Regions from separate parts of the Mus musculus genome. Here region 1 is linked to region 2. Evidence: chromatin contacts called from public Hi-C data. All regions are on one chromosome and are shown on one strand. Each heading gives the region's core, a stretch centred on a gene start, on an enhancer-like site or on the middle of the called end of the contact. The rest is flanking DNA. Distances are from core to core; before and after follow the strand shown.

The links. A called contact is a pair of places that touch in the nucleus more often than the background predicts.
Region 1: a contact with region 2 is called in a Hi-C map of cortical neurons, with 4 times the contacts expected there. The contact joins two enhancer-like sites. A contact is called at or near these places in 1 of 15 datasets of contacts at CTCF or cohesin (embryonic stem cells), 6 of 484 Hi-C or Micro-C datasets (cerebral cortex, cortical neurons and embryonic stem cells) and 1 of 115 datasets of contacts at active chromatin or transcription factors (embryonic stem cells).

Annotation. Positions count from the first base shown.
Region 1 is chr13:57,015,788-57,022,324 of GRCm38.p6, forward strand. No RefSeq gene overlaps it. Among named protein-coding and RNA genes, the nearest start is that of Gm33140, 25 kb to the left of the region's middle. Within about 2 kb of position 1,349, at least 34 of the 459 cell types and tissues checked have an H3K27ac peak or open chromatin away from gene starts, as enhancers often do. A contact at or near this core is called in cortical neurons, where this site is marked.
Region 2 is chr13:56,803,452-56,809,599 of GRCm38.p6, forward strand. It overlaps Trpc7 (transient receptor potential cation channel, subfamily C, member 7), which reads right to left. Exons shown (of 12, transcript NM_012035.3): 7 at 1,062-1,326. Among named protein-coding and RNA genes, the nearest start is that of Gm52066, 41 kb to the left of the region's middle. Within about 2 kb of position 2,595, at least 37 of the 459 cell types and tissues checked have an H3K27ac peak or open chromatin away from gene starts, as enhancers often do. A contact at or near this core is called in cortical neurons, where this site is marked.

The DNA.
Region 1 (6,537 bases), core at 99-2,598, 210 kb after region 2:
CGTGGCAAGGTATTAAGGTCACCCAGCAAATGCCCATTTAGGAGAAAGAAATTTGAGATTAGTCTAGGAAAATGGATGGATAGAGTGGGTCTGGCTGGAGTCTGGGTTTGGTACTTGCTCTAACGGTTCATGCGGATACCAGCTGGTCCGTGTTTAAGGTAGGACACCACTTCTTGTCTCTTGGGCGTGTGATTCTTACTGACCCCTGAACACAAGGGAACATGAAAAATGACAGGCAGCAGGACTGTGGCCCATATTTATGGCATAAACGTGAGCCGGTGAGGCGACATGTGTTTTGGCATGACATTCATACCAGGAGATTTTACCATGAAGCTCTCCACGTATGTCTGTCTCCGTACTGCCTCCATGCACGTGAATGGAATGGAGGAAATTCCATTCTCAGTGGCTGGGCACATGCCTTAGCCAACCACAGAGAGTCCCAGGAACCCAGTTACTCCTTCTGTAATGCTCATCAGAAGGACCAGGCTCTGGGCTTGCACGTGGACAAGCTTTACCCCATATTGATGATGCTTCTGTATCTCTGCATATGGGCCTTATGCTTACTCTGTCATAGATTCCCCCATGCCATTTTATACAAACCCGAATCTAAGAACCATTGGCTGAGTGCCTTACCTAAGATTAAAATACAAGAGCAGACGGGGTGGGAAACTAGGAAGCTGTTGTTTGGAAGCCAGAGATTGCATCCTGGCTCTGTACCTTTCCCAACCTGAGGCGTGTATTGCTTAGGTCAGCCTGGTTCAACGTATGTATTTCTCCTGTCTCGGTTGGATGACAGCCACCCTACTGTGGCTACCTCACAACTCAGATTGCACTGAAAACTGAATTGAGTCTGTGCCAATGAAAACATTGTTACAGATTCATGAGTGCTAGGAGGTGGGCTCAGCCCCTCGTGACATCAGCTTGGGCTGACTTGAAATAATTTATCCTGAGCCTAGGAGAGCCGGCTTAGTCTTATCAATGCTAATTTCATTTGACTCTTTTAATAAACAATTAGAAAACGTTTTAGGGATTACTCGAGTCTAGAGATGGCTTAATGGCTAAAGCCCATCAGGTTTAAGCTGCTGAGCAGGCAGAGCAGGCATATCTTTGTTTCTTCTTGAGAACATGAATTTCTGGCAGAAGCCAGGAAGAAAGAAGTTATTAGATACTCAGTAGAGGATGCACGGAGACTCCTCAGCCCTCTCCTGCGCCTGGGAAGACAGGGCATTTCCTGAGTGCTCGCTGGTGCTGAGCTCGCTGATGGCAATCATCTCCGGAGAGGAGGCTTTTCAGCCCACTCTCCCATGCAGAGTGGAAGCAGAGAGCTACACTGTTGCTTTGTCCCAGTGCCTCATCTCCTCAGTGAGGGGGGCGGGCTGTGACCCAGGCTCCTTCCCACACCCAGAGCCCTTGCCCAGGACTCTGTATGAAGCAGATGTCATTGTCTCTGGTACTTGGGTGGTGGAAGTGAAAATACCCAGCATTCATCAGTTTTGTTTTTAAATGTTATCATTTATTTTATTTTATAAATTCTGTTATTTAAAAAAAAACAACTCACGAATAGATTAAAAAATATCACTTCTACAACCAGAAAAACAGCTGTGCTGTTTGAGTTTCATCACCCCAAAATCTAGCCATTCTACCTAAGAGAAGCAGAAAATTGGAAAAAAAAATTCCAAGGCCTTTCCTATATGCCACCTTCTGACTTCACATTGAAAACCACCACTACCACCTCACTGCAGAGTGACTGTTGCACAGCTGTGCTTAGACGCCAGCTGAAGGGGTGGAAGGAAATAGCTTCGAGCTTCCAGGTTTGCTAATGTCACTGGGATCTAGTTACAAATCTAAGGATGAGGACAGAGAGGCACATTCACCGCTGCCAAGTCTTTCTTGTAATTATGAGGCTTTTAAAAACAGCCACGCTGTGCCTCTTAAAATGCCACCCTTGATTTGCTCATCACTATAACCCAAAATAAATCCTGGAGGGAGGCTCGCCAGAGGAAACTGTCTACAGTCATTAGCACCCACCCCCTTCGGTCTACAGTTTACAATCTCAGTGTGCTGAGTCATGGATCAATGTGCTGAGTCACGGTTCGCTGTGCTGAGTCATGGCTGTGTACCTGAAGATCTGACTGACCCGCTGTGATGCTCTGTACCTAATGTGTATCTGGGGGAGAGAGGCCAGGTTATAATCCATGCTCCCCTCATGCTAACCGCTACAGTGTAACTGATGAACTGCAACCCTGCCTCACAACTGTCTGATGGGCTTGGGGCTTGTAGCATCATCTTCCCACCAGAATCTCAGTGTTTGAAGTCAAGCAAAGCAAAGCTGGTCCAACCCCAGGCTACTGAGCTGAGAACAACACATTGTCATGCAAATGGGCATGGGTAGAGGACCAACACAGACACTGTCTCTGTGTTCTTTCTCCGCCTCTCTTCTTCCTTTCCTTCTCTCTCTCTCTCTCTCTCTCTCTCTCTCTCTCTCCTTTCCCTCCTTCTCTCTCTCTTCTCTCTCTCTCTCCTTTCCCTCCTTCTCTCTCTCTTCTCTCTCTCTCTCCTTTCCCTCCTTCTCTCTCTCTTCTCTCTCTCTCTCTCCTTTCCCTCCTTCTCTCTCTCTTCTCTCTCTCTCTCTCTCTCTCTCTCTCTCTCTCTCTCTCTCCTTTCCCTCCTTCTCTTTCTTCTCTCTCTCTCTCTCTCTCCCCCCCTTTCCCCCTAACTTTTCTAGCAAAGGAGAAAAGGCACGATGTGGGGAGAAGCAAGAGGGTAATATGGTAGAGACCAAACATAGCTATAAAAATGAACAAGCCAGAGTATAAAAATAAACAAGTCAGAGTAAGTAATAAATGAAAAAGAATCCGAGTTCGTCCTGTTACTTTGAAAAAGGACACCACAGTCTGGTTACTCTCTTCTGCATTAGCTGTGTGCCCAGAGTAGGGCATGCTATAGTTGTTCCTCGGGCTAGGAGGAGGTCGCAGGGCTCTAGAGTGGGGCCCCTGTGCTGGAAGCCTGCATCGGTGAACTCTGACTAAAGTACCGCTGTCCCTGGGTGGGTAGCCACAAACCCTCCTGGTTCATGTGCTTCTAGCATCTTTAGGCTGATGTCCCAAGTCCCTGTGCTGCTGGAGAGCATGCAATGGGACAAGCTGGGACTGTTATAAATCCAGTCCTAAGTTTCAATTGGACCCTCAGTGTGGACGGACCCTGGCTCAGCTAGTTCTTGATGTTTTCAGGACCCCCCAGGTTTCCCTTGTATGCTGTTGTCCTCAGTGATAACTTACTCCCAGAGAGAAGCAGGAGGCCGAGGAGTGAGTTTGTATTCTTCAAGCTTTGTTTCCTTATTTCCTCTAAGCACACTTACACACAGGGGCTTCCCTTCTGAGAATAGTGGAAGTTAAGGGGTTGGGCTCCACCCTCTGTCCTCTTCAAGGCCTGTCCCCTGGGGACCCTTGGCAACAAGTGGCAGGTGAACACGGTCTGGTGTCTCCCACCTCATACTATTCTCCCTGGATATTCTTCAGCTCTGTCTTAGTCACGGTTTCTATTCCTGTACAAACATCATCACCAAGAAGCAAGTTGGGGAGGAAAGGGTTTATTCGGCTTACACTTCCTCACTGCTGTTCATCACCAAGGAAGTCAGGACTGGAACTCAAGCAGGTCAGAAAGCAGAAGCTGATGCAGAGGCCATGGAGGGATGGATGTTCTTTACTGGCTTGCTTCCCCTGGCTTGCTCAGCCTGCTCTCTTATAGAACCCAAGACTACCAGCCCAGAGATGGTACCACCCACAAGGGGCCCTCCCCCTTGATCACTAATTGAGAAAATGTCTTACAACTGGATCTCATGGAGGCACTTCCTCAACTGAAGCTCCTTTCTCTGTGATAACTCCAGCCTGTGTCAAGTTGACACAAAACTAGCCAGTACAAGCTCATATTGCTTCCCCTTTTGGGGAGTCTGGGGCTTGAGACAAGGTTTCTCAGTGTAGCTCTGGCTGTCTTGGTACAGAGTGTAGACCAGGCTTACTTCAAACTCAGGGGTCTGCCTGTATCTGCCTCCTGAGTGCTGGGATTAAAGGCATAGCGCCACAATCCAAGTGATAGCTGGTGAGTTTTCTCTACCCATTAAGTTAAAGCATTAATATGTGGTACAGAGCTTTCTGGGGCACAGTGTAACACTGTAGCATGTGTAGCATGCACAAGTGAAGCCATTGAGTTAACTGTATCATTTCCTCCTCATCTTTCCTAGTTGGAGTCTTCGGTCTCCTCTCTCCCAGCTCTGCATCAGTGTGGAGCACTGTGTTATTTTTTAATATATTTGTATTTAAATTAAAAATATTTTATCATGAAATATTATATTAATAATTTAAAATATTTTATTATGAAATATTATATTAATATTTGTTATAAAATATTTTTAAAATTAAATTTAAAATATTTAATATATTTTTAACATAATAGTATGTCATTGCCACCTCCGCTATGCCATGAGAATTTACTCCTTCTGAATTGGTGTGTTCTGGGCAATGGTTTTTGTTGTGATAGCTAATACAAGCTGGACTTCAAGAGAATACCTTTCAGTCCTTGTACACCCACACATGGACATCGACCAAAGGTGCCCTTTCATTTCTGTTGAAGGAACCTTTCTGTCCCCATCACTGCCATTAGCAAGCTCAACAAACCAAGGTAACTCCAAGTCTGTAAGCTGCCAATGTTTATGCAAGGTCTATCTTTCTCCATTCTCCTCAGAGGTACACGCATGAATAGAAAATGTTCATTTGGTCATGAGGAAGAGGTAACAAAGAATGGGCAGGAAAGACTAATGTTCTCCAGCTTGGCCTCAAAAGAGCCAAGGGATAGAATTTAAAACTATTCCTCAGCAAATCAGGGAAACCGGCCTCTGCCCCTTTTCTCAGGACTGTGGTAAAAGCTTGATAGCCAATTTCATTAATCTAGCTTTAATGAAGACAGAAATATGGAAAAAATGAAAAGACAATCCAGGCCCCAAAGCCATCTGCTTCTGATTGCCCGGGGCAGTCATTAGATGGGTGGCTGGTACCTACCTGTTCTTTGTCTGTGTTTCCCACCTTCAGGATGGTGGAGATTAGCATCCTGACAAAGCCCATCTTCTGGACAGTACCCATGTTGTGTGCTCAGCCCACTCCACGCACCTGAAACTGGAATCAGGGGCACATGCAGAAGACAGATGCCAACAATTTCCTCTGTATCCCCCCCTCCTTCATAGGAGACTTGCTTTCTGCAGCTGTCCGTACCAAAGGCAAAATGAATGGCTTCATAACACTTGTGCCGTTGCTAATAGTCATAATAAATCTAGATTTTTTTTACACTGACCTCTGTCCCAGAGCACTTCCTAAGCATAAGAAGAAATATAAACTTCCTACAAAGAGGGCTTCCTGCAGTCAAAAGCCATCTCCTGTGAAACAGTGGGTACTTGCTATTTTACAGCCCACAGACACCTTAGACAACAATTATGGCTGTAGCATCCAATTGTAACCAAAGGCAGATTGGCGTGATTGGATTCAGTTACTTCAAATGCTCCTCTTCTCTGGTTTGCATCCCCTGTGAACTGTCACAGCACTGCTGTGTGAGCTTCCTTCTCTTTTTGAGGCAGAGCAGAACTGCTAAATGCAGTCCTTAAGCAGAAAAGTTGTTTGCTTGACCCCTGGCCATGGTGCTAGTAACACATCCCCAAAGGTGCTCCTTCGTTACAATTGCAGGCCCTCTCTCTTTGAGCCCAAGGATGCTCTTTGTGGATTTCGGGCTCTGTTTTTCTCTTGCTGTGTTGGTTAACCTACTCTGCGGCTTGTACAAGGGGACTGTTTTCCCTCTCTTGCTTGGGGCTTTTCACTAACTAAATTCTGGGCAAGCCTGTGCAAAGCAGTTCAGACTAGTAAGTCATCTATGCGTTCTTCTCTTTTGGAAGTCCCACCATCTGCTGTCAGAGTCTCTGAGAACTTCTGGTTTTTGCTTAACTCAACCCTTCTGAAACATTTAGAGATATCGATTCTCCTTGTCCTGGGAAATGATTATTACTAGCCTGCGAGGCCTGGGTTCTGTGGTGGGGAACATTTGGAAAGGCTATTTTAGAGTGTGTCCCAGCTTTCATTAAGTACATCCAGGTTTTCTGGCTTGTTTGTTTTGTGACAGCGTTTTGCTATGTAACCCTGGCTGACGTGAAACTTACTATGTTGACCAGGCTGGCCTTGAACTCACAGTCCATCAAAGACATATACCGCCATGCTTTGACAAGGTTTTCTTATCTATAGAACAAACACATCAGACTGGAAGTTTGTTGGGAGACATATCAGCATGCCCTAAAAATAAAACTCAAACATGTAGGCTATGTAAATTGTGTCACTGGAGGACACCCCAGGGTGACCCTGAGTCCACAGAACAGCATCATTATTCTTGGTACACACAGAGCCTTCCTTCCTTGGTATTCCGGGATTTTTCACAGTAAGAATTCTGTTTATTGAAAGACGGGTGACTAGAATTCTGTGGAGAATGGTTGTCTTCTCTCAGCTG
Region 2 (6,148 bases), core at 1,345-3,844:
AGTTCTCTTTGTCTCAGGCTATCCTGAGGTGGGGCATTTCCATCTTGTCTCCTTGGAGAAGTCTGTTGTGCGCAGAGTGCACGTCAGGTAGGCAGCAGCCTCTGTTCACCTTCCCTGTCCCTCTTTTCCCTCTCAGCCTGCTTACTCTCCGCCCCCACCCCTCCTCTCATCTTTCTTCCCTGGATTATAGCTCTCTGGACCTAACGGCATGCATGTTGGCCTATGGGGTTTGTCAGGTTCTGTTCCTATGTAATCTAGGTGGAATGTATTGCTGTAATAATCATAATGGCCGCCCACCTTTTATTGTGTACTTTCTGGGTCACCCCATCTCGCACTATTGTCATGATGTCATTGTTACTCCTTGTGATGGTTTGAATGAAAAATGTCCCTTCAAAGGCTTAGCTGGTCACAGTTGGTGGCATTGTGTGAGGCAGTGCTGTAGGAAGGAAGCTACCTGCTGAAGGAAGTATATCACTGGGGGTGGGCTTTGAGAGTCCACAGCCCCACCCTCCTTCTAGTTTTCTCTTTTTCCACTTCCTGTTCGTGGTTGAAGATGTGATGTCTTAGTTTACTGATCCATCTGCCTGAAACCACGTTTCTCCTGCCATTATGGCCGCCCCTCCAACTTGAAACTGTAAACCCAAATAAACCCACTGTTTCTGCCTTAATTTGTTCTTGTTCCTGGTAGCTTATCACAGTAACAGAAAAGCAACGGATCCATCCCCATTTCAAAACTGCAGAAAGGGCTGGGTATGGGTGGCTTATGTTTTTTTAATGTCAGTACTCAGGAGGCAGAGGCAGGTAGATCTCTGAGTTCAAGGCTAACCTCATCTGCATCATCCTTTGCAGGCTAGCCTTAGCTACATAGTGGCAAAGTGGGGGATTTAAGTCCTTTGTTCTTCTAATGTCAGAACCTAAACCTTAAAACAATGAGAGCAAAACTCACACCAACCTCAAGGAGGCCTGAGTTCTGCAATGAACTGCCTGAAGGAGGTCCACAGGGACTCCCCAGATGCCCAGAGATGGCATCTGGGAGGGAGCAGCGTGCAGCGGGTACTCACGTGGTAAACGCTGGGTTGTACTTTGCACCTCGGTAGTAGGAGTACAGGTTGAACATTCCGATCATAAAGGCCACAAATACCATGATAAAAATGACCATGAACTTGAAGATGTCTTTCACAGTTCTTCCCAGGGAGATCTGCAAAGGTCCGAAGCTCTCATTGGCTGGCAGGATGTAGGCGATCCGGGAGAAGCTGAGGACAACCGCAATGGCGTACAGCCCTTCCGAGATGATCTGGGGGTCTGAAGGCCACCACTTATCCCTGGCTGAAAGGAAAGAATCTGTGTTACTTGTGTGTGTGTGTGTGTGTGTGTGTGTGTGTGTGTTACTTGTGTGTGTGTGTGTGTGGGGGGGAACCTGCTCTGGTAGGCATCTTTAAAGACTTGATTTTATTATTTTATGTCTGCATGGGTGCAGTGACCCAAGAAGGGTAGAGGGGCTTCAGAGCCCTTCAAGCAGGAGTTACAAGTGGTTGTGAGCCATCTGAAGGGGTGCTGGAACTTGGTCCTTTTGCAGAGCAGCAAGCGTTCTGTACTGCTGAGCAATCTCTCTGCCCGTTAGGCACAGGTAGCATTCTCGGTTGTCCTCTCTGCCTTTGGGTAATCCTAGCACACGAGATGCCATTCTTTTGGAATGAACTGTCTCTCCTGCTCAGAACTTAACTTCAGATCTGACTCATTCCCAGCCATCCTTCATGATTCAGTTTAGGAGTGATCTCTTTCCAGAAGCTGCCCTTAACTCCAGCAGTCTGGGTGGGGTTCCTGGTCTCCCGTGAGCTCCTGTGGTGTCCCGTGTATATCCATTCTGACAAAGGCTGCAGGGCTAACCATCACATTCCCCTCCTCCATGCACAGGAGCTGAGCCCCACACTGGGGAAGCATGAGGAGGCAGTAGAGACCAGCATGGGCTGGACTCAGTCAACTGGGTTTTCTGAGCCACACTGTCCCTGTGTGTGATCACGGCAGACAATCTCACTAGCCTTGAATGACTTTGACTGTTAAGCCACACATGCCAAGAGCTTGGGGCAGGGTCTGTGCAGAGCAGGCACGGATAAATGCCTGTGAAGTGGCTGAACAGACTTCGAACCACATGTTCAGATAGCCACAAGCCAGAACAAATCAGTTTCCGGGGACCAGGAATCTGAAGGGTCTGCCTGTGAACATAATCTTGCTCTGTCCCTCCCTTCACCCCAAAAGTATATGCTGGCAGCCTTTCTCACTGACTGAGTGAGGGTCTCAAAGGGGGTGACCAGCCACACAGCCTTGCCACAGCACTATTGGAGGGACAATGTTGGTGTTTACTGGTGAGTCCTGTGGCCCGAGCTGCCTTACAAGAATCGCTATAGCTGAGTGAGCCTCTACTGGGCCTTACCACAGGCCTACTGTCTAAGGAACAGCACTCAGCCTGGCTCCTAGGTGTCAGGACAAACAGTACGTCTCAGGCGAGGGCCGTTACCTCCCTCCTGGACAGTGCTGGTGCCTGCTTCTCAGTGTCTGGGCAAGAGTACTCCCCAGATGCTGAACATCCTCTATCGCCCCAGACTGCACCACGCGGTACAAACTGCCCTGCTGACAAAGCCAGCAGCATCCCCGTTGAGAACTGCTGAACGAAGCTTAAATGAAAAACATTGAGAAACTTAAATTAGCCCGCACACTAAATTAGCTGTGATTTTCACAACAGCCCCGTAGAGCAGGCATTACTGTTGCCATTTTAAAGATTGGATTTGGGGGTATGGGGCCCTTTTCTGAGCCAGTAAGTGCAAATAGAGAGCCTATTACAAGGCGATTCTTGGCACCCCACGGGAGATGGAGGGGGGAAGGAACTTTATTCTTTATTTTCAAAGCTAGGCTCTCTGTTAAATTAATTATAATAGAGAGAAACCTTTAGTAAGGGAAGCTGTGCCGACAGTTTAATGTAGCGCATTCCAAATTACATTTGGAATGCAATAACACAGATTTTAAGTTCTTACCAAAGTCAGAATTCAGAAACCCATGAAAGACAAAGTATGTATTTTCTAAAATACCTGCTGCTCTCTATGGATAAATAACACATACATTTCACATGAAATCATGAAATGTTTCTATTAAACAGGCACTAAAATGAGTTCCTGTCTTAATGTCACCTACAATTCTCCACCTTCCATCTCAGCTGTAACAGAAAAAGCTGCTCCGAGGTAGCTGTAGTTTCTGGAACTATGTTCCTGGAGGCCGAGGTTGGACTTCCGGTGCAGATGACTCTGCCTGAACCAGCTTGTCACAGCTGGGTGGGCATAAAACAAACGGCACTGCGTGATTCACACAAAGGGATGTTCATCTTGGAGCTGTTTCCATCAGAAAAGAAGTCTTTTCACACAACCTGAACCCACCTCTCTTCCAGCCTACGTTTTTGATACTGAACTGGTTGCACGGCTCGCCGGCAAGGCTCGCCACAAGAGGGCGCTCGGCCCCCATAGCTGGAGCTCATGCGCGCAGCAAGAGCTCCGGAACATTTCCAAGCGCCCAAGGTGAACCGGAAAAGGCAAGGACAGTATTGTGCTGTGGGCTGAGCTGGGACCGAATACAACTCACAGGGGAATAGAAGTCAACATAGAACAATGCTGCAGCCTGCATCGTGACATTAAGGAGAGTGCGCCCATCTTTCCACGAGACGCCAAAGCAGCATAGACCGGAAAACATACATGATTCAAGAAAACCCTGCATTTGTTAGCCAGCAAATGTTGGGAGCAAGGGGCAGGAAGCAGTGGTTGTGACAGGAGCTTGCTCATCTTTTACCACATTTGCGTTACGTGGACAGTTCGCTAAAGGTCATGGCCGTACCCCGCCATTCTGTGGTTAGAAGGGCCATTTGTTTTTATCTACCAGGAGGGACATTTGACATTCAACCCCTTTAAAATATGTGACAGTAATTAATACTTACTAAGCAGCAATCACCTCCGCCCCCTACCCCTAATCCCCCACTACCTCCACCCCTTCCACTTCGACCTCCATCCCCCTACCCCCAACTCCTCCACTACCTCTACCACCCCCCTCCACCCCATCCTTACCCCACCTCCTCCACCACCACCTCCACTACCACCTCCACCCCACCCCTAATTCCCAAACCTCCTCCCTCCTCCCCTCCCCTGCTCCCCCCCCCAAAATCTCCAAGCCTTCCCTCCTCACCCTGTTATCATTCTCTTTTACAACACGGGAGTACAGTGAATGAGGTTTTTAAAAAAAGAGGTAGTATTGATAATAACTGTTACCACCTAGTGAACTTTTACTATGATCATGGATAATGCACACATCTTCAATCTGCATCATTTTTATTTAACCCAAAACAAACCTTTTGACTTAAGAGTTTTTTTTTAAAAAACAAAACAAAAAAATGACTTAAGAGATTTTAATCCTCATCTTACACATGAGAAGTGGACACACAAAAGTTAACTAAACAAAAATAGAAAGTAAAGTATGGAGCTAGACTTGACTCCAGATCTCTCTAATTTTAAAGGTTTGGAACAAAATTAGCTAACTGGGGGCTGCAGAGATGGCTTGGTGGTTAAGAGCGCTGCTCTTCCAGAGGCCCCAGGTTCAATTCCCAGCCTTCACATGATGGCTCTGAACCTCTGCTAGGACCAGGTATGCATGTGGGTGCACAGACGTACATGTATGTAAACAGCCATACACAAAAATAAAAGAAAAATATAGGCTATGATTTTTCAATTAATTGAGGGCCAGGATTTTCTCTTATATAAAATAATATTGTGCTTCTGGTAACATCATAAGAGCCCTACTGGGGTAGGCTAGAGAGACAGACAAAGGAAGACAGAAAAAAGACAAAGGAAGGTAAAAGACCCCTTCCCTGTGGGGTCTAGTTAAACTCTGAGTCAAGAACCCCAGAACAATTAGCACAGGAGGAATGCCAACAGACGGCCATACGCCCGGAATCTGGTAGAAGGGACTGTGGGGAACACACATGACTTGACTCATTGGTATATCAAAAGACCTCCTGGACTTCTAGAACACTGTCAGTGCAGGCACTAAGATCAACCACAAATCAAAGGGACCTCACAGAGCTGAAAGCTTCCATATGGGAAAGGACACCATCATTTGGTCAAAGCAGGAAACTGCAGAGTGGGAAAATATCTTTACCAACTATGGATCTGATGGAGGGTTAATATCTACAATATATAAAGAACTCTAAGCAACCGGACATTAAAAAAACAAACATCCCAGTTAAAAATGGGGTACCTGACTATGTGGGGAGTTCTCAAAATAAGAAACACAAATGGCTGGGGACACCTAAACAAACAGCCAACATTTGCATCAGGGAAATGCAAATCAGAACCTCTCTGAGATTCCATTTCACACCTGTCAGAATGGCGAAAATCAATAAAATGAATGAGCCCTCACCCCTACCTCAGGAGCTATGGACAGTGGATGGCTTCTGTGAGGGGGGAGGGTCTATTTTCTTTAAGGATGTGGCTCCGGTAGGATGACCATGTTCCAGTGGATAATATATGGGCAACACAAACTGGAGCATATAGCTTAATTTGTTAAGAAAAGCAAAGGACACGAACTTGGGGTGAGGTTTGGGGAGGTAGGCATGGGTCTGAGAGGAGTTAGAGGGGGAGGCTTGGGGAGAATACGATCAAAAGGCGTTGTTAAAATTCTCAAATTGGTATTTTAAAAACCAGCCACAGAGGCTGCCTGCATTCTTTCTAAACAACCGATGCTACACCGGCAACGATGCCCGGGGCCTTTGGGTGCCGCCTTACTGCTTTACAGAGTATAAACCCGAACATTCCCAGGAAGCTCGCAACCAAGACCCTAAAGTTATAGCGGGAAACACATTTTAATTGCATTATGCAACTCATCGGGACCTATAGCTTTACTTCAGCTGCTGTATTCCATCCCACAGGTCCAGGGAGCCAGCCTGACCGCCATCACGCTCATTAGCATAACAAATACAACTTTGGAAGCCACCAACATCGTGTGTCACATGTACACACACACACACACATAGCTAATGTAAAGAACAACAACTCTTTTGAGAACCTCATACCCACACTTGGGTGTCTGATATTTTTTTTCCTAATTATCTTTCCCT